2 separate regions of the Ovis canadensis genome follow, and region 2 is linked to region 1. The links are chromatin contacts, called in public Hi-C maps. All regions are on one chromosome and are shown on one strand. Each heading gives the region's core, a stretch centred on a gene start, on an enhancer-like site or on the middle of the called end of the contact. The rest is flanking DNA. Distances are from core to core; before and after follow the strand shown. Region 1 overlaps ST3GAL1 (ST3 beta-galactoside alpha-2,3-sialyltransferase 1). Region 2 overlaps ST3GAL1 (ST3 beta-galactoside alpha-2,3-sialyltransferase 1).

Region 1 (6,757 bases), core at 1,364-3,863:
ACAGGACCATTATGAGGAGCCACCGAACTTTTGAGTTCAAAGGGCTTAGTTTGGCAAAATCTTCACAAACAGTTAAAAATGGTACCTGCTACTATCACTACTGCTAGTCTTACCTTATAATTTTTATTAAAGCAAATTCATATTGTTTCTTATTCTCTTGCTTTGCAGCACAGCCCTGTGAAGCATTGAGGGAGGTTCAGTTTCCATTTTACTAGTAAGTAAACTGTGACTCAGAGAAAGGCTGTTTTTCTAAACTCACACAGCTAGACTTTGTGTGGCTGGCCTCCTCTGCTTGGCATACCTAGCAGCCAGCCACACTGTTTTGGAACATGATATGACCATGGGCCTCTGAGAAAAGATTCCTGTAATTTAAAAGCACAGCAGTATTTTTTTCACCTAGGCCCAGTGTTAATAATTATTCAGATGATCTTTTTTTTTTTTTTACTTCGAGGAGAAAGGCTATGCTTTATTAAGCAAACTGCTATACTCCAGGTGTGATGGAGAGTTTCATATCCTGTTCCCTGCTCTATCCTAAGAAGAAACAGAATTGGAGAACACGCTCTCTTATAAGATTTATTGCATTCTATTGCACAGAAGAAAGGAATTTCAGGTGGTAGATGCACTAACAGGGGCAAAGAAGGTATGATTTATGAATCCAGATTAGGAGAAGTGAGAACTCGCTGATTCGTTTGACTGGAATTTGTCCTAATCTGTGCACCAGCTGGAATTTGTGGGCATTTTTCTTGCCTCAGGTCTCCTGGTTTAAGTCCAGCAGTTTACCATTAAGGACCCGGTTGGTAGCTGGTTGCTGCCAGTTGGATGGAGAGAAATGAGGGGGCAAACCCTGAGCCTGGAATCAGAAGCCTTTGGCCCATGTTCCCATAGCCCTGTTCTCAGCCGTGTGATCCATGGGCCCACCTCTCCAGGCCTCAGTTTCTTCATTTGTGCCTGGGAGAGTCACATGAGCGTTTCTGCACCCTTTCCAAAAATGAGGATTACATCTGATCCGTCTTCCTGTGTAGTCCCTGTGTATGAACACATTTCACCATTTTCAAGAATCGAGTTAGTGGAAGCCTTGGGAAAGCAGGAGGAATATAAGAAGATGCAGGGCAGGAGGGCATAGGGAAGAAAGTTGTGATGTGGCATTTTAGAAGAGATTTTTAGGGCTTCCCTGGCAGCCCAGTGGTAAAGAATCCGCCTGCCAATGCAGGAGACACGGGTTCAATCCCTGATCTGGGAAGATCCCACATGCCACAGAGCAGCTAAGCCCGTGAGCCCCAGCAGTTAAAGCCTGTGAGCCCCAGAGCCCGCGCTCTGCAACAGGAGAAGCCGCTGCCGCAAAAAGCTTGTGCGCTGCAACTCGGGAGTAGCCCCCGCCCACCAGGACTAGAGAAAACCCTGCGCACCCACGAAGACTCAGCAAAGCCAAAAATAAGCATACATACAGTTATTCAAAACAAGAGGAGGTGTTAAAGATCAGTTAAAATCAGAAATCAGGGAGAGTCGAAGTAGCTGATGAGGCTGCTGCTCCTGGGCCAGCAGGTTAGGAAGTGGGGTCCTCTCCTTCTCTGTGTGATCAGTGCCTTGGGTCCTGGTAGAGCAGCTGAGAACCCCAGGCTCTGGAAGGTGGGTGATGCTTGGGGGGCACAGATCCAGTTTTTAAAGGCCTCATGGTTGCAGGCTTGCTGGTTGGGGTTGGAAATCCAATGCAGTTGCCGAGATATTGCGTATCATTCCCTGTGCTATACAATAGCTCCTTGTTGGTTATCTATTTTACATGCAGAAGTGTGTATATTTTAATATCAAACTCCTAATTTGTCTGTCCCCCCTTTCCCCTTTGGTAAACGTAAATTTGTTTTCTATGTTTGTTAGTCTATTTCTGTTTTGTAAATAAGTTCATTTTTTTTAAGATTCCACATATAACTAATATGTGATATTTATCTCTGTCTGACTTACTTTCACTTGGTATGAGAATCTCTAGGTCCAGCTATGTTGATATGGCTTTATTTCATTCTTTTCTTTAGGGCTGAGCAGTATTCTGTTTTATATATATATATATATATATATATATATATATATATATATATATATATACAGCTACATATTCTGTTTTATATATATATAAAACATCTTCTTTGTCCATTCATCTGTTGATGGATGGTTAGGTTGCTTCCATGTCTTGGCTGTTGTGGATAGTGATACTCACTCACTCATTTATTCTATAGCCATTACTGAGTGCCCCCTCCCTGCAAGTGCCCATTTTACCCATACAGTGTCCAGTGGGCGTGGGGAAATCTAGTGATAGGTAAAGTCAGTAAAGTGCTGTCCTTTCCACCACCCCTAAGGGCTTCAGTCCCATGAGAACAATGGGCGATAGAATTGTGGTGATGGCTTGCTCTTAGTAAATTCTTGTTAAACAATAGAATGAACCAGGGAAGCTCAGCACAGGAAACCATGGAGTCCCTGTAAGGTTCCCTAGCCCATTTCAGATTAAGGACAGCATGGTGTCAAAGCAAACATCTTGGAAGTGTGGTGCATGAATTGCTTTGCTCATTCTCTGACTCAGGAGATAGTAATTGAGTTTCTCCCGGCGGGGGGGAGCTGGGTGGTGGCTTGTAGAGTGGCGTCTAGGACAGTTGCCTCACTCTTGCCTCGTGGAATTACTGGGCTGTGACCGATGCTCTGCAGGAGCGCAGGGAAATCTGGGAATGTGTCATGGCAGTGCCTGGCTTTGTCTGTCCTGTTGAAAGAGATGTCCCTGCGAAGTGCGCTGACACTGAGACCCGAAGGGTGAGCAGAGTGTGGGTGGGGATGGTGTGAGTCATTAATGGGAGGGAGGAAGGTGTGAGCTGCAGTGTACAAGGACCCCTCTGGCATTGGAGGAGGTGGCAGACACCATCTGGTGGCTGGGGGCAGTGAGCCTCCGCCTTCATTCTTCCAGAAAACTGGGGCTGGAAAAAAAGTTTCATTCCCAGAACTTCCCCTAGCTGCTCTGGCCACTTTGTGTTTCTTCTGTATAAACATCCCGCCTACATCGGGACCTCCAAATAGAGTCTGTTTATCATCAACACCAGATGCCTGTAGACAAATCTGGAGTCAGTTGATCTCTAAATCCTGTTGATTTCTTGTGTAAAATAGTTCCTGAATCTTCTCCTCGTCTTGCCCACAGCCCAGCCTTATCCCTGGCCCTCATCGTCTCTTGACAGTCAGGCTGAACTGGACAGCACAGGCTGACTTTTCTTTCTGACATAAAAATCATGTGGTCTCACTGCCAGCAGTGTGAGGATAACTTGGTGGTTGTATCAGCTAGGTTTCTCTGCATAACAAACAGTCTCGAACCTTAGCACCTTCAACAATAAACATTTCTTATTTTTCCTGATGCTGTGGGTATGTAGACTAGGTGTTTCTTTTGGACTGGTCGACTTGGCTGGTGCTCAACTGCCTGTAATAGTCTCACTTGCAAGCCTAGGGGCTCAGCTGGGAGGGCTGAAGCTTTTCCCCATGTTGGTTGGTTTTCATCCTCCAGGGGCTAGCTCAGGTGTGCTCTTGTGACTGCAGAATGATTCCCAGCGGCAAGCGAGAGGAAGTCCTCCACTTAACCATTCTTAAGCCTTTCTTTGTGTCAAGTTTGTTATCATTGGCTTATTGTTCAAAAGCAAGCCACATGGCCAAGTTCAGACTCCAAGAGTGGAGAAACGGTTTTCACTTTGCGGTGAGAGAGGTGCAAAGCCCCACCACAGAGGGGATGCTGCAAGGTGATGTGAGTAATAGGGGACCTTCACCGAAATCCTCTCTCTCGCAGTGGCTGAGATGAAGGCTTTGGAAGCAGACAGGATGGGTGTGTCCGGTCACACTCTCCTCTCTGCCGCTGACTGCTTTCGTCATGCCGGGCAGCTCCACTCATGGCAGCTCTCCAAGCTTCAGCTGCCCATCCGTGTTGTGGGAATAATCAGTCTGGGCACCTTGGATTTCAAGAGAGTGTCAGCTAAGAAAACCCATGGTCTGCACATTGCAGTGCTCGGCACACAGAAAGGACTCAACTGAGGGTCTCTGTTCCTGTTCTCAGACGAGGTCTTCGACAGCCCTTTCCTGTCCAGCCTCAGCCTGGTTTATCCTAATTTTGATCTCACAATTTTCGCCTTCACATCCTACCTATTTCTTTATCTTTGTCCTGAAAGACATTTTCCCCCAAGGCTTTTCTTTTGCCAAACAGCATCTTGCTTGTACCCTGATCAAGGGACACCTAAAAATACCATCTCCTCTTCAGATTTGTCTTTCAGACTGAGTTGGCTGTTTCTTCCCCAGATACCATCCACACCCTCATATCATACTGCCCAGGACTGTCTATTTGTTTCCTCTGCCAGGCTGAGCTCCTGGAGGGGTATGAACTATACTCACCTTTCTGTCTCTGGGACTTGACTCTGAGCATGGAGCAGAATAGGGGTTTATCTACAAAATATTTGATGTATAAATCATTGGCTGGGTGAATGGGGAAGTGGGTGAATGCCTTTTAATTATGTTGAGTCATCTCCAAAAGGCAGTGAGTGAAATGTCAAAGCTGACAAACTTTTATCGTCTTCACTTCCAGCTGGTACTGGTTTCAGATTCAACCTTTCTGATGTGGAAATGCCAGTAGAAGTGATTAGCATCTCCAGTGGCTGTGGTGAGCAGACACTCTGAGCTTTGTGTCCAGGACAGTCGTCTGAAGAGCAGAGATGGACTCTCCCTCAGCCCACTGAGGTAATAACTGACTAACACCAGTGAGAAACTCTTTCCTGTTTCTTCTGTGGATTACATCAGGTTGTGGGGAGAAGGTGGAGGTGGGGGAGATTGCGCCTGTTTCTTGATCTCTTTGCAACTTGGATATTCCATAAAGAGGGAGGGCTTTCTCCCTCAAGGAGAAACGTGAGCCTCTTAGAGTATCAAGCAACCTCTCTGTTTTTTAGAGGTCTTTGTGCTTTCCTGAAAACTGGGAGATCCTTCTATGATAAGTGCCTGTCATCCCAAAGAAGCGCTGCAGTGACAGTCTCTGGTGTGTCCTGGGGTGAGCACTCAGCCAGCAAACCCTGTGACCCACAGGACAAGTCCCTCCTGGTCATGTTTTACAAATAAAGTTTTATTGGCACTCAGCCATGCTCATTCATCAGGGCTATCTGTGGTATGTCACACCACAGCAACCATTGCGACAGAGAAAGTGTGGCCCCAAAGGCTGAAATATTTACAGACCGGTCCTTAAGACAAAAAAAAAAAAAAAATGTGTTGGTCCCTGGTCTAGAACTGAGCTGTCCACATACATCCACTCCATCTGTGGCTATTGAAATTTTAATAAATGAAAATTAAAGTTAAACCCAGAGCATTCTTTTCAATTAAAAATGGTTTTTTTTTCAGTTAGTTCATTTTTATATAATTGCAAATTTACAGGTAAGCTGCAAGAATAGTCAGAAAATCATGGGTACCCTTTACCCAGATTTCTCCAGTGTTAGCATTTTATATATTCCTGAAATCACAGCGTTATTATAAACATCGTACAGCTGAGTCAGAAGCTTAGCATTGATTTGCTGCTAACATTGATTTGTATTTCACAACACTGACCTTTTTTGACACATCCAAGCCAATTATTTTCCAGAATATCCCTCAGTTTGTGTTTGTCTGATGTGTCCTTGTGATTCGATTGAGACCGTGGGCTCTTGCCAGGAATCTCACGGAACTGATGCTGGGTCCTCAGTGCCTCCTGTTAGGAGGATGATGTTGGTCTATCTCAGAGCTGGTGACGTTGATTTGTCACCTGGTTGAGGTGGCCTCTGTGAGGTGTCTCCATGTGAAGTTACCATTTCATTTTTGTAATTATCAAGTATCTTCCCGGGAGCGTCTATAAGACTCTGTAAATATCCTTTTACTCCTTAACCTGCCACGTGAGCTTTAGCATCTATTGATGGTTCTTGCCTGCGTCAGTTTATTATCAGCATGGTTACCAAATAGCGATTTTTCTCATCTCATTGTTTATTTTTCATTTGTTAGTTGGTTTTCCAGCATAGAAAAGAACATTCCTCCTTCCTTTCCTTCTTTATGCAGGTTATGAACTGGCAGATTTTAACTGTACTTAATAAATTTTAATCCTTTGTTATCATCATCATTATAAATATCATTCTTTTGATATTTTAAAGTTGTCCCAAATGTATCCAGTGAGGGATGGCTGCAGCATCTTTTTAACATCTCTCTGTTGGTTTCTGAACACTTTCTTACTTGTTGGTGAGACACAATATTCTAGCCTCATTTTGTGCTTCCTCTGCCCAGCCTGAGAGTTAGCATTTTTCAAGGAATCCTGGTGCTTTTCAGTGCAGGATGTTATTTAGAAGTGCCATCTGGTGACAAGGCGTGTCCTTTATTCCTAGGGTAGCATTGCTCCCAGGCCCTCTGGGCAGATGGAGCTGGGCAATGTGAAATGTGTGTGGGGTGTGTGTGTGTGTGTGTGTGTGTGTGCATGGCTATACACACATCCATGTTCTTAGACATATGCATACATCCTCACATATACATCCACTCACATCATATACACGTGTTTCTATATGTACATATACACACCATCTAGATTATTTCTAACTCACACGTGTGGGTGTGTGCTCAGTCGCTTGGTCATGTCCAACTCTATGACTCTATGGACTGCAGCCTGCCAGACTCCTCTGTCCATGGGATTTTCCAGGTAAGAATACTGGAGTGGGTTGCCTTGCCCTCCTGCAGGGGATCTTCCCAACCCAGG
Region 2 (6,757 bases), core at 1,432-3,931, 47 kb after region 1:
CTCTAGGTGCCTTGCCAGGTGTCCAGCAAAGAAAGCGTCAGATATTGACACAGCTGGGTGGGTGGGTTGCGTGAATAGACGGGGAGATAGGATGAAGGTCACTCCCCGTGGCCACCAGATCTGGTTAGGGATGTTCTATGAGCCTTGTTGTTGTTCAGTCGCTCAGTCGTGTCCGACTCTTTGTGACCCCATGGACTGCAGCACACCAGGCTTCCCTGTCCTTCCCCATCTCCAGAGCTTGCCCAAACTCCTGCCCATTGAGTCAGTGACGCCATCCAGCCATCTCATCCTCTGTCACCCCTTCTCCTCCTGCCTTCAATCTTTGCCAGCATGGGGTCTCTTCCAATGAGTCCGCTTTTTTGCATCAGGTGGCAAAAGTACTGGACCGTCAGCTTCAGCACCAGTCCTTCCAATGAGTATTCAGGGTTGATTTCCTTTAGGATGGACTGGTTTGATTTCCTTCAGTCTAAGGGACTGAGTCTTCTCTAACACCACAGCTCAAAAGCCTTGGTTCGCAAGAAAAACAATGAGGATTCTGTCTGATACCTGGATATTTAAGTCCAGCAGAAGTCAGAGAGTTGACGAGTGGGAGACAGCCGGTGAATCGTTCACAGACAGGGCCTCGGGAGTGGGTGGGGTCAAATCCCAGGCACCACCCAGAGCAGTCAAGGGTTAAAGGGGCCTGGGCCTGTGACTCACCTGTTATCCAGCAGGAGGCAGCGTTGGGAAGAAGCTGGTGGGTGTTACCCCGGGAGCCTGGAGGCAGGGCTTGTTAGGGTGCCCCCTGGTGGAACCTGGAATCTGGTGAGCCTGGAGCCTGCATGGCACCCACAGGGACGCCCACCCCAGTGCTGTCCCTGCCCAAGGCTGTCTCATTGGCCGGAGGACAGGGAGGCTTCTTGATGGGTGAGTCCCGGGCAACGTTGGGAGCAGCGTTGGGAGGATTCCAGAAAGAGCCTGAGCCAACTTCCTGAAAAGCCCTCCGAGCTGCCACGGCTGTTCTTGAAGCAGCTGTTTCTCTGGGGAGAGACAGGGTAGGGGCGGGGCTCCAGGGGGGCGGGGCTTCCTGCGGACCACACCTCCAGGGGATGATCTTTGCAGGACGTACAGGGTCCATTCAGAGTGGGCCATCCAGGGCAGGTGAATGCCAGCGTGATTCTCAAGGGCGTGGTGTGGCCCCTGGGGATGAAAACCCATGGGGTGTTTCTCATCCTGGGGCTGAAGAGGACTGAGACCCACAAACAGAGCCATCGCATGAAGAGGGCCATTGACAGGAGCCAGAGGCCGCCAGGTCTTGGCTACCCCACGGGGGTCGGGAGGGGCCAGAGCCGTAAGCGTCTGGCCTCAGCCCCCATCCTCCTTTCAGTCTCCTGTCTGTGCCCGCACGGCCCAGAGCCAACCAGCATGGGAACTCACGGGGGAGGCCCCAGGGCAGCCCTGGGCACAGAGCAGAGTGCCAGGAGTGGAGGAAAGGAAAGCCAAGGTGCCCAGCTCACCACCCGAGCCCCCGGGAGGCCGGGCCACACAGCTTCGACCCTTCCAGAAACCTAGGGCCGGCCGGGCAGGGGCGGTGCTGCACGTGGGAGGTGCCCTGCGGCGCCCCAACCCAGAAGACTTTGGCAAGTCGGGACCCTCCAGAGCCTGACCTCCCCTCTGCTGCAAAGCCTGCTGAGACTTCCCCTGGCCCCTGGTATGTGGCTCCAGCCCTTGCCTGACCCACCCCCACCCCTACCCCATCTTGCATCTTCCTCTCTGGGTTTCTGCTCAGCTTGACTGTCTCTCTCAGTTCCTGCCAACCCACCTGCTTTCCTGACAGGCCTTTGCACCTGCAGCTTCCTTTGCCCGGAGGCCCCTGTCCTCTCTGCCCAGTTACTGGCCCATCCTGTGGTCCTCTGGCCGTTACCACTTTCTTAGGGGACCCCCGACTCATCCCCAGCTCTCTCTTCGATCACACGAAGCAAAGGGTAACAGATGGTTCTCCAGAGGAAAAAATCCAATACAATAGATGTGTGTGTATATTGAGAGATTAAATTTTAGGAATTGGCTCATGCCATGTGAGTGGGCAGTGGCGGGGGGCATGGGGTTCCCTGGTGGCTCAGTGGTAAAGAACCTGCCTGCCAAAGCAGGAGATGCGGGTTTGATCCATGGGTTGGGAAGATCCACTGGAGAGGGAAGTAGCAACCCACTCCAGTATTCTTGCTGGGAAATCCCATGGACAGTGGTGCCTGGCAGGTTATAATCCGTGGGGTCGCAAAGAGTCAGACGTGACTTAGCGACTGGAAAACAACAACAACACGCAACGCGGGGCTGGCAGATTCAAAATCTGGTGGCAGACCTACAGCCTGGAGACTCAGGCAGGAGTTGATGATGTAGTTGTGGTCAATGTTGCAGCCGTAAGTGTGAACTCTATATGGCCAGCTGGCAGGCGGGCAAGTCAGGCAGGATTTCTGTGTTACTTATCGTCACAGCCTGTTTGCCTCTCCCTGAGGCCATCTCTCAGGCCTCACCTCACTCAAGCTGGGCGGCTCTTGATGATGTGTTCTGGAGCGATCTGGGTCTGGCTGCAGCCAAATGCTGGTCCTTCTTGAGCCAGGGGAGAGAGAGGCATACACAGAGCTAGTCCAGGTCCAGGCTGGGCCACACAAGCCTGGCTGCCAACTTTGTGTGTGACTCAGAGGGTGGGGCTGGCCGGGAGATGCTGACCAGGGAGGAAGCAAAAGCTGGGAGAGGCGAGGTCACATCTGCCCTCTGCCAGGCCCCGAACTGGCTGCACGCAGATCCTCATGTCACCGCTGTGGCGTGGTCACTGTCGGTCTCCCTCAACTCCGACGTCACAGGGGACTCAGGGCGGGGCCCCCACCTGCTGCACTCCCCCTCTCCCAGTACCCCAGCTCCTTAGGATTCTGTCTCTTGACAGCTGCGGGCCTCTGTTCCCACCTCTGACAGATGGAGCTGGCACCCAGCCCTAGAGCCGTGACTGTCCAGTACTGTGGGTAAACAGGGTCTGCAAAGGGACAGCCTCCATAAGCATCTGTCCCCTGATGATGGATTAATCAGTGCCTAATGCGGCCCCCTCAGCCCCTACTGGCTCCTTTCCCTGTCCATCCCAGCCCATGACGCCCTCCACCCTCCTGCCCCCGGCAGGTGTGGAAACAGCCACGCCAGGGCAGCTGCGTGAACAGAGCGGGTTCCTTCTAAGGACCCAGGCAGTCTTAGAGTCAGGCGCCTGCTCCCCTCTCGGCTCTGGACTTTGCCGTGTGTCGTCGGATGCGTCGCTTCCCCTTTCTAAGCTCAGTCTCCACGTCTGTTCAGTGAAGTGGGCAGAAAGGAGAGGGCCGGGTGCGAGTGTTAGATGGCACTCCTTGCGGGAAACCAGAAGCCACTGGAGTATGTCAGAAGTCAAGCCCAGCATTCAAGGAGTGCTCACTGTGTGCTGGGCGCAGACCCCTGAGCTCTGCCTGCACTGATTGGAGCCTTTCTCAGCCCAGCCCCATGAGGCGTGTGTGAAGTGTAAAGCGAAATGAAAGTTGCTCAGTCGCATCCGACTGTGACCCCGTGGTCACATGGACCCTGTAACCCGCCAGGCTCCTCTGTCCATGGGATTCCCCAGGCCAGAATACTGGAGTGGATAGCCTTTCCCTTTTCCAAGGGATCTTCTTAACCCAGGGATCCAACCCAGGTCTCCCACATTGCAGGCGGACTCTACCAGCTGAGCCACAAGGGAAGCCCATGAGGTGGGCACCGCCTTATCCCAGGTGATGATGAAACTTCACTGAGGCAGAAGCTTCAGAAGGATTTGGTTCAGAGGATCTGGGGCTTAGACAGTCGTTGGAAAGGTGATGGGAGCCGTGCCCTCAGGTATATCAGTCCTGATGCTGAAGGCTGGAGCCCAGAGGCCAGGAAGCCACAAGAAGCCATCACAGGGATTCCCTGGTGGTCCTGTGGTTAAGAATCCACCTGCCAGTGAAGGGAATACGGGTTCGGTCCCTGCTCCAGGAGGATCCCACATATCGAGGGGCAGCTAAGCCCACGCACCAGAACTCCTGAGCCCGCTCCCTAGAGCCCCTGCTCTGCAACAAGAGAAGCCACACAAGGGGAAATGTGTGCACCATGACAAAACGTAACCCCTGCTCGCCACAACTAGAGAAAGCCGGAGCACAGCAATGAAGACCCAGCATGGCCAAAAATCAGATAAAATTTTAAAAGTAACTCTCAAAAAAAAAAAAAAAAGATGCCAGCTCAGAGTGTGGAGATGCCCTGCAAACTGGAAGGTGGAGGGAGACAGAGAGGTTGGTCCACAGAGCAGCTTCCGCCCCCACAGGAAGGAGGACAAGCCTACCTCCATGCTGATTATCCATTATTGCAGAGCCCCCTGGTCAGGGGAAGCTGGGAAGTGTCATCTCTAACCTTCCAGCCCTACGATGCAGAGGAGAGAGCAGAGACAGAATCCCCAGCCCAGAAGATGCTAGCCGGCAGGGACCGTGCAAGCAGGAAGAATCAGGATACCCTAAAAGCCCTCGCGTTGCACACAGGTTAACGCTCCAACAGTTGACCCTTTGAAGAGAGAAGGGCCCCGTGAATGACCACAGATGCCCATTACACTCTCGCCCATGCATCGCTCTGGGACCCTCCTCCCTGCAGATCCTCAGAGGTCCTGGCCAGCAGAGCAGGAAGAAGTGAAGGGCTGGTTGTCCCATCCCTCAACGCATGGAAGCAGCTAATGAAGCGAGTCGGAATCATCATTTTCCTCATTCCCCTAGTTTGTCCTTTCATGCCTGATTTCACTCAGTCTTTTCAATAACCCTGCCAGTAAGGCAAGCCAGGGAATCTGTTGGACTTTTTACAAATGAGGAACCTGAAACTCAGGGAGGGAAGAGAACTGCTCTGTGCCCTCAAACCAAGCTGCTCGCTTCTGTGCAAATCCTTTTATCCCACAGCAGCCCTGTCTTCGGGCGTTACAAGTCTCGCTGTGGGCTTCCCCGGTAGCTCAGGGGTAAAGAATCTGCCTGCAGTGCAGGAGATGCGGGTTCGATCCCTGTGTGAGGAAATTGCCCTGGAGGAGGACATGGCAGCCCACTCCAGTATTCTTGCCTAGAGAATTCCATGGACTGAGGAGCCTGGCGGGCTACAGCCCATGGGGTCACAAAGAGTCAGACATAACTGAAATCAGTGAGCACGTACACAGTCCCACTTTGTGGATTCAGAAACCAAGTGTCAGAGAGCTGCAGTGCCTTACCCCTGAGAACAGAATTAACTGGGAATAGGAAGAGTTAGGATTTGAACCCAAGTATGTCTGGGCCATTTTTTTATTCCAACAACCCACTGGCTGTGATCCACTGGCACAGAACCAGAACAGATGGATTCCAAGTGTCCAGTGACCAGTGGCTCCAGAAGACAAGCAGAGAGAAGCAGCTCAGTGTTGAGCAGTCTCAAGAGGTGAGGAGTGACAAATAGTAATAATGAAACGAAATGAAAATGGGGTACAGGACTCCCAGGTCAGCTGAAATGAAGAGGCCAAGAAGCAAAGCAACAGAAACCTCAGGAAGAGTGCCATTATTCTGGACCTTTTTTATTCCTTTTGAGGCATTTGGCAGAATTTAAGTTGCATGGGACCAGAGCCTAAGGAAACAAGCTGAACACAGCAGCTGAGAGATTGAAAAGCTAGACTGAGCTTTTGACAGTCTCACAGTATAGGGGAGACAGAAACTGGAAATGAGAGAGTGCATGGAGGAGGCATGCCTCCAAACTCATAGCCCTCCCAGCTTTCCTTTAAGAAGGACTATGCCCTGGGCTTCCTTGTGGCTCAGTGCAGGAGACTCTGGTTGCATCCCTGGTCCTGGAAGATCCCACAGGCTGTAGAGCAACTAAGCCCCTGTGTTCAGTCACTCAGCCATGTCTGACTCTTCATGATCCCGTAGACTTAGCCCACCAGACTCCTCTGTCCATGGAATTTTTCAGGCATGGATCCTGGAGTAGGTTTCCATTTCCTACACCAGGGGATCTTCCCAACCCAGGGGTTGAACCTGGGTCTCCTGCACTGGCAGACGGATTCTTTACCACTAAGCCACCAATAAAGTGGCTCAATAGTCCACTAAAGGTGGAAGCAATTCAAATATCCACGCATGGTAGTCAGTAGCTAAGTTGTGTCTGACTTTGGGACCCTGTGGACTGTAGCCCACTAGGCTCCTCTGTCCTTAGGGATTTCCCAGGCGAGAATACTGATGTGGGTTGCCGTTTCCTTCTCCGTGGGAGAAGCCCCCGTGCCACAGCTACTGAGCCTGTGCCCTGGAGCCTGGGAGCTGCAACACTGAAGCCCACAGCAGGAGTGGCCGCTGCAGTGAGAAGGCCGTGCAGCACAGACAGAGAGTAGCACCCGCTCGCCACAGCTAGAGAAAGAGAGAGAGTGAAGTCGCTCAGTCGTGTCTCTCTTTGCGACCTCATGGACTGTAGCCCACCAGGCTCCTCCGTCCATGGGATTTTCCAGGCAAGAGTACTGGAGTGGGTTGCCATTGCCTTCTCCAGGGGATCTTCCTGACCCAGGGATCAAACCCAGGTCTCCCGAACTGCAGGCAGACTCACCGTCTGAGCCGCCAGGGGAGCCCACAGCTAGAGAAGAGCCTATCAAAACAAAGCATAGACCTAGCATAGCCAAAAATAAAGGAATAAGATACTTTTCTTTAAAGAAGAAAGGCTATTCCTTATAAGTAAGGGCAAGCCAAAAAACTAGTCGTCATGAAGACTGTGCGGCCTGGTTGTC

Evidence for each region. A called contact is a pair of places that touch in the nucleus more often than the background predicts.
Region 2: a Hi-C map of fibroblasts shows a contact between it and region 1, with 3 times the contacts expected there. The contact joins two enhancer-like sites. A contact is called at or near these places in 2 of 2 Hi-C or Micro-C datasets (fibroblasts and lung).

The regions. Positions count from the first base shown.
Region 1 is chr9:31,102,693-31,109,449 of ARS-UI_OviCan_v2, forward strand. It overlaps ST3GAL1 (ST3 beta-galactoside alpha-2,3-sialyltransferase 1), which reads left to right. Exons shown (of 8, transcript XM_069599820.1): 2 at 4,589-4,740. Among named protein-coding and RNA genes, the nearest start is that of ST3GAL1, 16 kb to the left of the region's middle. Within about 2 kb of position 2,614, the one cell type or tissue checked has open chromatin away from gene starts, as enhancers often do. A contact at or near this core is called in fibroblasts, where this site is marked.
Region 2 is chr9:31,149,135-31,155,891 of ARS-UI_OviCan_v2, forward strand. The region is part of intron 2 of ST3GAL1 (ST3 beta-galactoside alpha-2,3-sialyltransferase 1); the gene reads left to right. Among named protein-coding and RNA genes, the nearest start is that of ST3GAL1, 63 kb to the left of the region's middle. Within about 2 kb of position 2,682, the one cell type or tissue checked has open chromatin away from gene starts, as enhancers often do. A contact at or near this core is called in fibroblasts, where this site is marked.